2 separate regions of the Danio rerio genome follow, and region 2 is linked to region 1. Evidence: chromatin contacts called from public HiChIP or PLAC-seq data. All regions are on one chromosome and are shown on one strand. The core of a region is the stretch at or near the end of the contact, and the rest is flanking DNA. Distances in the headings are between cores, read along the strand shown. Region 1 holds the start of adamts1 (ADAM metallopeptidase with thrombospondin type 1 motif, 1). Region 2 has its middle 100 kb from the start of hemk2.

The links. HiChIP or PLAC-seq counts read pairs in DNA pulled down with a chosen protein or histone mark.
Region 2: a contact with region 1 is called in an H3K4me3 HiChIP or PLAC-seq map of embryo, with 8 times the contacts expected there. The contact joins the enhancer-like site here to the promoter of adamts1 in region 1. A contact is called at or near these places in 9 of 18 Hi-C or Micro-C datasets (caudal fin, embryo, fibroblasts and 2 more) and 3 of 4 datasets of contacts at active chromatin or transcription factors (caudal fin, embryo and pancreas).

The regions. Positions count from the first base shown.
Region 1 is chr1:964,814-969,098 of GRCz12tu, forward strand. adamts1 (ADAM metallopeptidase with thrombospondin type 1 motif, 1) reads right to left here and starts at 1,479. Exons shown (of 9, transcript XM_073949290.1): 1 at 1,423-1,479. It also overlaps a transcript of adamts5 not described here.
Region 2 is chr1:1,199,096-1,203,121 of GRCz12tu, forward strand. It overlaps a transcript of hemk2 not described here. Among named protein-coding and RNA genes, the nearest start is that of hemk2, 100 kb to the right of the region's middle. Within about 2 kb of position 1,781, at least 17 of the 62 cell types and tissues checked have an H3K27ac peak or open chromatin away from gene starts, as enhancers often do.

The DNA of each region.
Region 1 (4,285 bases), core at 229-2,728:
GAGACATCAAAAAGCAGAAACGTCTGGTTCCACGTCCCATTTTTATTTTTTTAATTATTATTGTTATTTTTTTAATTATATAAGTTTATTTGGCTGATTTTTTTGGTTTGGAAATTTGTTTTATATATATATATATATATATATATATATATATATATATATATATATATATATATATATATATATATATATATATATATATATGTTAGTTAATTTTATTTTATTATTTTTATTTGTTTTAGTATGTCCTTGTCATTACTCTTCAGTTTTTCCTTTCTATTTACACTATTGTTGTTATTGCTGGCACTATTATTAATACTAGTATTTAGGAACCTGTATATTGGTTATTTCATGTACATCTACGCACTTTGCTATATGCTGATTGTCTACGGCATGTTTTTCTGTGTTCGAAAAATACAAAATAAAAGAAAAAATTCATGAAAAACAAAATTAATATTTAGATGAAATAAATATAATTTATTTTGCAAACTAATTTTTAGAAGTACAAACACTCTTGCAGCATCTCAAGTAGTACTAGTGTGAACATGTATAATAATTACACAAGAAAATAACAAGACACACAGTGGGTCACCTTTATCTGTGTGGGTTAATGACTTTATTATTATTATTTTCTAAAAAAAACGCACTTTCTATTAAAAAGAAAGTCAGTTTAAGATGTCAAACAGCAGGTGGCGCTGCAACATCACTCCTGAACTCAGTCTGTTCACAACACCTATATTTACCGCACACGTTTTCTCATTACAGGCAATAACACTGAATTATATGATGTTTTTACAGTAGATATCACGGCAGAAGTTAATTCAAAGTCATCAATAAATCAAAATGTTTAGCACATTGTTAGTTTTAGGCAGGGTGATAATTACAGATTAACCCTGCTAACTCAATCCCCTCTGAAGAACGTTAAAACAAAATGCATGGGGGTCAGCTTTATAAATATTTAGAAATCTCTGATCTGTATCTTAAATAATATTATTGATAAATAAAATTATAGATAATGAACATATACATTTGACCACCCCTAAAATGGTTCATACCATTTTGAACGCATAATGGCGCCAATCAGTCTGAGGGAAAATAATCATGTAATGGATCGGCAGATCTAGAGCACCGAAAGACATTGTAGGTGTTCACAACAAGACAGTTTAGTCTTAAAAAATATATTTATCTCGATATATAACTTAAAAGTAAAGCTAAACTAGACATAGTTTATAGTTTGATCAACAGCGACCTCTGAAAGAGCCAATCAGAGGATACATTAGGTCATAATACACTAAATAACCCTCCAAACACCGAAGAGAAGACCTACGTTTTATTAATAGATTTAATCATAATTTTTAATAAATACATCAAATTGATTCGCTGAAGCATGTATTACATAACATTACCATAAAAGTTGACGACCAAAACATTTACCCACCTGCTTCTGCTCTCCTCTGATGACGACAGTAGATTGGACGAAACGTGCTTAGCCACGCCCTTCCAAATGATAGTACGCTGCAAGCGACATATAAGAGGAGGAGCTTAAAAATTAAGCCCCGCCTCCTACTCAATGTCTATTTTACTTTTGTTTTTTAAGTCAGTCCAATTGAAAGAAAATATCAATACACAATTTTAAGCATTTTATGAATTGTTTTATATAAAAAAGTAACCAAAATATTTATTCTTCAAGACAATTTCCTATTAGTGAGTTTAAATACACAAAAATTCAGTTTAATCTACACTTTCGGTTTTTAGAGAGGAATTTGTTCATAGATGTGCCTGAATACATGCAGTATTTAACAAAATAGATGTAAATAATGTGAATATATAGAGAGTCAAATCCTGTGTGTTAATTTAATTAAATAATGCTTTAATTGCATATTAAATGTAATATTTTAGAAAAATCGAATACAAAAAATTGTATTCCTAATGTTATTAATCAAGAAGTGAAGATATAAAACATTATTTATTTGACCCATTATATCTGTGTTGTCATCAGGGTTCATACACATTTATTACTTAAATTCCAGGATCTTTCCATGACTTTTCCAGCACTTTCAAGTACATTTTCATAACCTAATGTTTAATTTATTGTCTATGTATAAATGGTAAATAATAATAATAAACAATGCGCATTTAAACACACATAGAACACACAACAATCTATTTAGTTTGAATTTATTTTGGATATCTATTGTATGTAAGATTTATTTAGATAATGCTTACTCATGGCGGCTCATTCCCGCTGTGCCACCTCTGAAATTAAGACTAAGCCGAAGGAAAATGAATGAATGAAAGCTTACGCAGCGTTCATAATGTGAGACCATGTTTTTGGCCTAAGACAGAAAAGAAGTAAAGACAACTAACCAATGTTCAAGTTTACAGATGTTAGTTAAGCTAATTTCCATGACTTTTCCAAAACTTTGTGGGTTTTTACTATTTTTCCAAAATGTTTTAGTAAAGCATACACTTATATACATCTGGTTTATATACACTATGAACAGCAGATACGCTAATTATTCTCTTTATTCTCCATTTCCACCTGGGATACTCATCCTGAGGTCCTCAGATTATGCAGAGTCACTGATTGGATCCAAGACCAGCGACGAGATGATCCCAAGGTTTCCATAATCAGGGACCAGGCCGTATGCTGAGCTGCTGCTGGGCTGGTGGTCATGGAGGAGTGAAGAGCATGAGACTGATTCCAGTGATGCTCCAGGGACAGACGAGTCTTCGCTGAGGCCAGCTTCCAGCCTCCACCGCTGAGACTGCAGCTCTGCACAAGACTTTTGGGCAGCGGAGAAATTAAAATGGTCGTCTGGTTTCTCTTAATGTGTTTTTCTTCGCTCTCCTATCGGTGAAGTTTTTTCGCCACTGGCTCGCATGGTTCAGGATCGGTTGAGCTATGCATCGATAAATCTGCTCTTCAGTGACTCTCAGTAATGACATTAAAGCACACTGAACTGAGCTAAACTGAACTGAACTTAAACACTAAAAACTGAACTACACTGTTCCAGTTACTATGAGCATTTATGTGAAGCTGCTTTGACACAATCTACATTGCAAAAGCGCTACACAAATAAAGCTGAATTGAATTGAACTTTTCCAGTCCTGGAAAATGCCCTGTCAAAATTCACTGACTTTTCCCGGTTTTTCCATTAAACGTTCACAGCGTTATCATTTAAACATTTCAGAGAACATTCAAACACAACATTTCCATAATATCCCATAATATTATATATATCATCCCATAATATTTGCATAATGACTAAATTGAACATTCATTAAACCTTTTTTTAGCTATTATTTGCATATGCAAAAATATATGAATTATTATTATTATTAATTTAATATATTTTAACCTTAACCAGTTATTGGGTTTAGGGGCAATCACTTTTCCACACGGGGCCTTGTGTTTTGTTTTTCCCTTAATAATTCATTCCTTCATTTTCCTTTGGCTTAATCCCTTTATTCATCAGGGGTCACCACAGCGGAATGAACCACCAACTATTCCAGCTTTTGTTTTATGCAGCAGATGCCCTTTCAGTACTGGGAAACATCTATACAGTCTTACAATCACACTCAAACAATACGGCCAATTTAGTTCATCAATACCCCTACAGCGCATGTGTTTGGCCTGTGGGGGAAACTTGTGTTATCTTTGACTATTATTTAAATTAGTTTGATGATCTGATATGTCTGATACATTTTTGTTTATCTGTATAACATGATTACATTCTGCAGAGTAATGCACTCCACTGCATTGAATTATTATAAATGAATGCACACGCGAGGTGTGATGTTGATGTGTTGAGTGTCAGGCTTATCTAATATTCCTCATTTACTATAAACCCCCCCCAAACATGTATTACTTTAATTTGAGATGATGATCGGACAGAAATGAATCAATAAAACATGATGATTTAAATATAGCGCTTTGTTTTATATACACATGTGTTCATGAAACGGCTAAAACACACACTTTTATGCTATTCTGCTCATTCATCATAGTCCTAGTTAAATAGTACTGATGAGACACATGACCAGAACAATAAATAAACTCATCATGTCACTTTTGTTTAGTTTTTTTCACATAGAAGTTTTACAAACAATAAATTATAAACTCAGTGCGGTGTGTTCTCAGTCATACGGCCATCGGGAACGGGACATGAAGCAGACGAAGCGCTGCAGCTTTACAGACAACACTGAACACTTTACTTGCAGAGGCGTTCATAAGACTGTCATTAACCCTTTATAATCAAGACCTGACATGTTATGAATGTGA
Region 2 (4,026 bases), core at 531-3,030, 230 kb after region 1:
GCAATATATTGTTGCAATAAAAAATGATAATGCAATATATTGTTGCAATAAAAATCAATAATGCAATATATTGTTGCAATAAAAATCGATAATGCAATATATTTTTGCAATAAAAATCGATAATGCAATATATTGTTGCAATAAAAATCAATAATGCAATATATTGTTGCAATAAAAATCGATAATGCAATATATTGTTGCAATAAAAATCGATAATGCAATACATTGTTGTGCTTTCTGTCGCAATAAAAAAATAAATACAATAATAGCTAATATCGATATTTTATTACACTGTTTGCGGTTGTTTGAATAAATAGGGTTAATGTGGCGTAAGCAGCAGCCAGTGAAGAACACAAGTTAACCAACAACAACAGAGAAGAAGCACGGAAAAAAAGAGTAGCGAGAACAATGGGGAAAAATAATGAAAATCAAATCAAAGTCCCTCCTGCTTGTTTCCACTCTAAAGTGTGGAGACACTTTGGGTTTTACGAGACAGCAACACTACGAATCTGCAAACGCAGCTCATTCGCTATCAGGGTGAACTACTCTCAGGTGATAATGAGGGCAAACCAAGTCAGCCAGTTAAGGCGGGGCTATCAGCAATTTAGGGCGGAGCTATCAGTTATTTAGGGAAGGGCTAACAGTTGTTTATGTTTTGGCTGTCTGTTTCTATAGGGTGTGGCGATCAGCAATTTGGGGCGGGGTTTTCAGAAATTTAGGTTAAGGCAGTCAGTTCTTTATGTTGGGGCTGTCAGTCCTTTAGGGCAGGGCTATCAGCAACTTAGGGCGGAGCTATCAGTTATTTAGGGTGGGGCTAACAGTTGTTTATGTTTTGGCTGTCTGTTTCTTTAGGGTGTGGCGATCAGCAGTTTGGGGCGGGGTTTTCAGAAATTTAGGTTGAGGCAGTCAGTTCTTTATGTTGGGGCTGTCAGTCCTTTAGGGCAGGGCTATCAGCAACTTAGGGCGGAGCTATCAGTTATTTAGGGTGGGGCCAACAGTTCTTTATGTTGGAGCTGTCAGTCTTTTAGGGCGGGGCTATCGGCATTTGCGGGAGGCAGTGGTTTAATCAAACATCATCCAATTCTGTCTGTAAAATTGAACTCTTCATTCAACAGTGCCTGAGGTTAATCCTCCACCACTGAGTGCAAACTGGCTTTCAGATCTACATTTCTTTATCAATGCCCGTCTTCCAACAATCCATTCGGTTCCCAAAGGACAAAATCATGCACCACCCTACATTTTTCTCATTTCAGAAACCATTATAATTAGATGAACATCACGATATGAAAAAAAAAACTACAAACTTTACTGATGCTGACTTTAATGAGTGAGTAGCACCCTATAGGTGGAGAATCACTGCTGTCTGCAACCTGTTTGCTTACTAATGGACCACCCAAGTGAACAGATCCAGCATGAAGATTCTCCGGCCTGAAGCTGTGAACGGAGGCTCTTCTGCTGTAGGAAGGAAGTGTTCACTGCAGTCTAATTACAGGTCCCCAGGGTCAAGACACAGACAAGATGCACACACTCGCTCTTCCCTTAAATCCTGTTACACTTCCATCACAAGCGGCTAATCCTGAAAAGGCTCTTCAGTAGTTATATGAGAGAAAGGAAGCCAAGGGATACAGCTATCATTGATTCCCAGTGGAGATTATGGACAATGATCTCCAGGTAAAGATCAAAGAGCATGAGGATATCCAGAATCTCCACTGCTATAGGGGTCAGAGTGCCATTTAAGGAGGGTTAGATGAGGGATGGGGGCCGGCGCTGTTGTCAGCACCTCCTCCTGTGTGCATTACTGTGATAAGGCCTGCATTGAAGTCCTGCCAGAAGAAGATAATAGCGGCTCTGACAGAATCGCTCTGTGAAGGAGCCGATGAACATGTAGCCCCCTCTAATGGCGGCTGAATTCAGCCCCTGCTCTTTATCTCCTAACAGGCGTCCTTTAACCCCCCCCCCCCCCCTCCCCATCCCCATCCTGGACCGGTGGCTTTCATCATCTGCCAGAACTGACTGGAAGGCCGCAGGGTTTTGGGGCTACATCCCGTAGATGCCACTTTGCTGTGTGCCAGTCCAAGGCTTTGAGGCCAACATGCAGTTTCTGTAGTCGCAGAGAGGAAGGCTTTGCTCTTCAGTGGTGACATTTACACACTGAACTGAACCAAACTCTGAAAACTGGACTGAAGCAGTTTCACTTTACTAGAGCTTCTGTGTGATCTGCTTTGACACTATAGAAAAGCGCTATAGAGATGAAGATGAATTGAATTGCATGTGGGCGAGGCAGTGGTGCAGTAGGTAGTGCTGTCGCCTCACAGCAAGAAGGTCGCTGGTTTAAACCTCGGCTCAGTTGACGTTTCTGTGTGGAGTTTGCATGTTCTCCCTGCCTTCGCGTGGGTTTCCTCCGGGTGCTCCGGTTTCCCCCACAGTCCAAACACATGCGGTACAGGTGAATTGGGTTGGTTAAATTGTCCATAGTGTGTGAGTGTGTGTGTGTGAATGTGTGTGTGGATGTTTCCCAGAGATGGGTTGCAGCTGAAAGGGCATCCGCTGCGTAAAAACTTGCTGGATAAGTTGGCGGTTCATTCCGCTGTGGCGACCCCGGATTAATAAAGGGACTAAGCCGACAAGAAAATGAATGAATGAATGAATTGCATGAAAACACTAAATCCTTCAGTTATGAGGTTAAGGGTAACCTTAAAGAAACTTGGGTTACAACAATAACAATAAAAAAACCTAAGAGTCAACTTAAGGAACAGGGAACTCATGAGTTTTCCCTTGAAAGAAGCAAAATAGCCATCCAATGGGGTAAGAAAAATAATTAGCGGTGGGCTGTTATTGGCATTGACGCGAGACTCTTATTAAGTGATTAAAAAAATATCGTCGATAACCTATTCTCAAAGTTGGGTTGGGGGGTCTGTTCTACACAAGCTATGATTGACTTTCACCTTGATATTGTAGCACAGATGTATACCTGACCGGTGAGCCTTCTGGATTCTGCACTTACTTCAAAGACACTCCTGACTACGCTTACATGGACATCTGTAATCTGGTTATTTGCATTAATAGACATTAATGTAATTAAGGTGTTTACGTGAAGTGCGTTCGTGTAAGAGTTTCATGTAATTTTGAGTGACTTTAACTGCAGTTTCACATTCACTCATGAACATTTCATTCATGCCCCCCTGACAAACTGGAGTATTATGCCCCATTCACACCGGTCTTCAGCGTCAACGCTTGACTGAAGGCGTGTCTGAAGTTGGGGCTAAATCTATGCTCACCTGTAAAAATAGTCAATGTCAAAATGAAAAACAAAATTATTTCACTTACCCCATTGGGAGATTATTTTCCTTGCTGTAAGAAAAAAATCCCTTTGCCATATTATTTCCGAAAACAACAGAATATTTTTTTGCTTGTCTAAAAAATTCTTCTTGATTTACGCATTTGTAGGTATTTGGACTAGAAACAAGACTAAGCAACATTCGACTAATCAAACAGCTTCTATTTCTCACAGCTAAACAACAGAAAACTGACAATGATCAGCTCAGGTGCAGCTCAGTGGTAAATGAACGCCATTTTACAAGACATTTATTGCCATACTACTGAAAGCAGCAGCAGATAGTTCAGCTCAGATCTGGAGAATAAAATAAACTGCATGAGACTGAGCTTCAGAACTGAAACTCAGTGCAAACCAACACATATCCGTGATTCAGCATCTACATGTACTCATGTTAAAGGGCCATGAAACCCCCTCGTTTCAGCAGGGTGTTTTCACACCTCTACTTTCGAAAAAGTCAGAAAAGTGGGCGTGTCCAGCTCTGTTTAGGGGGGAGTGTCGGAGGAACTAAAGTGGGATGGTGTGGGAGTGTCTATTTGTGCACGCGCGAGTTTCAGAGTCAAAATACACACACACACAGACAGGAGAAAGCGATGGTGTTTAACCTACATGGACATCTGTAGTCGAATTATTTGCTGAATTAATAAATGTTGAACTTTAACTGCAGTTTCATTCAGGGAATTCATTCATGC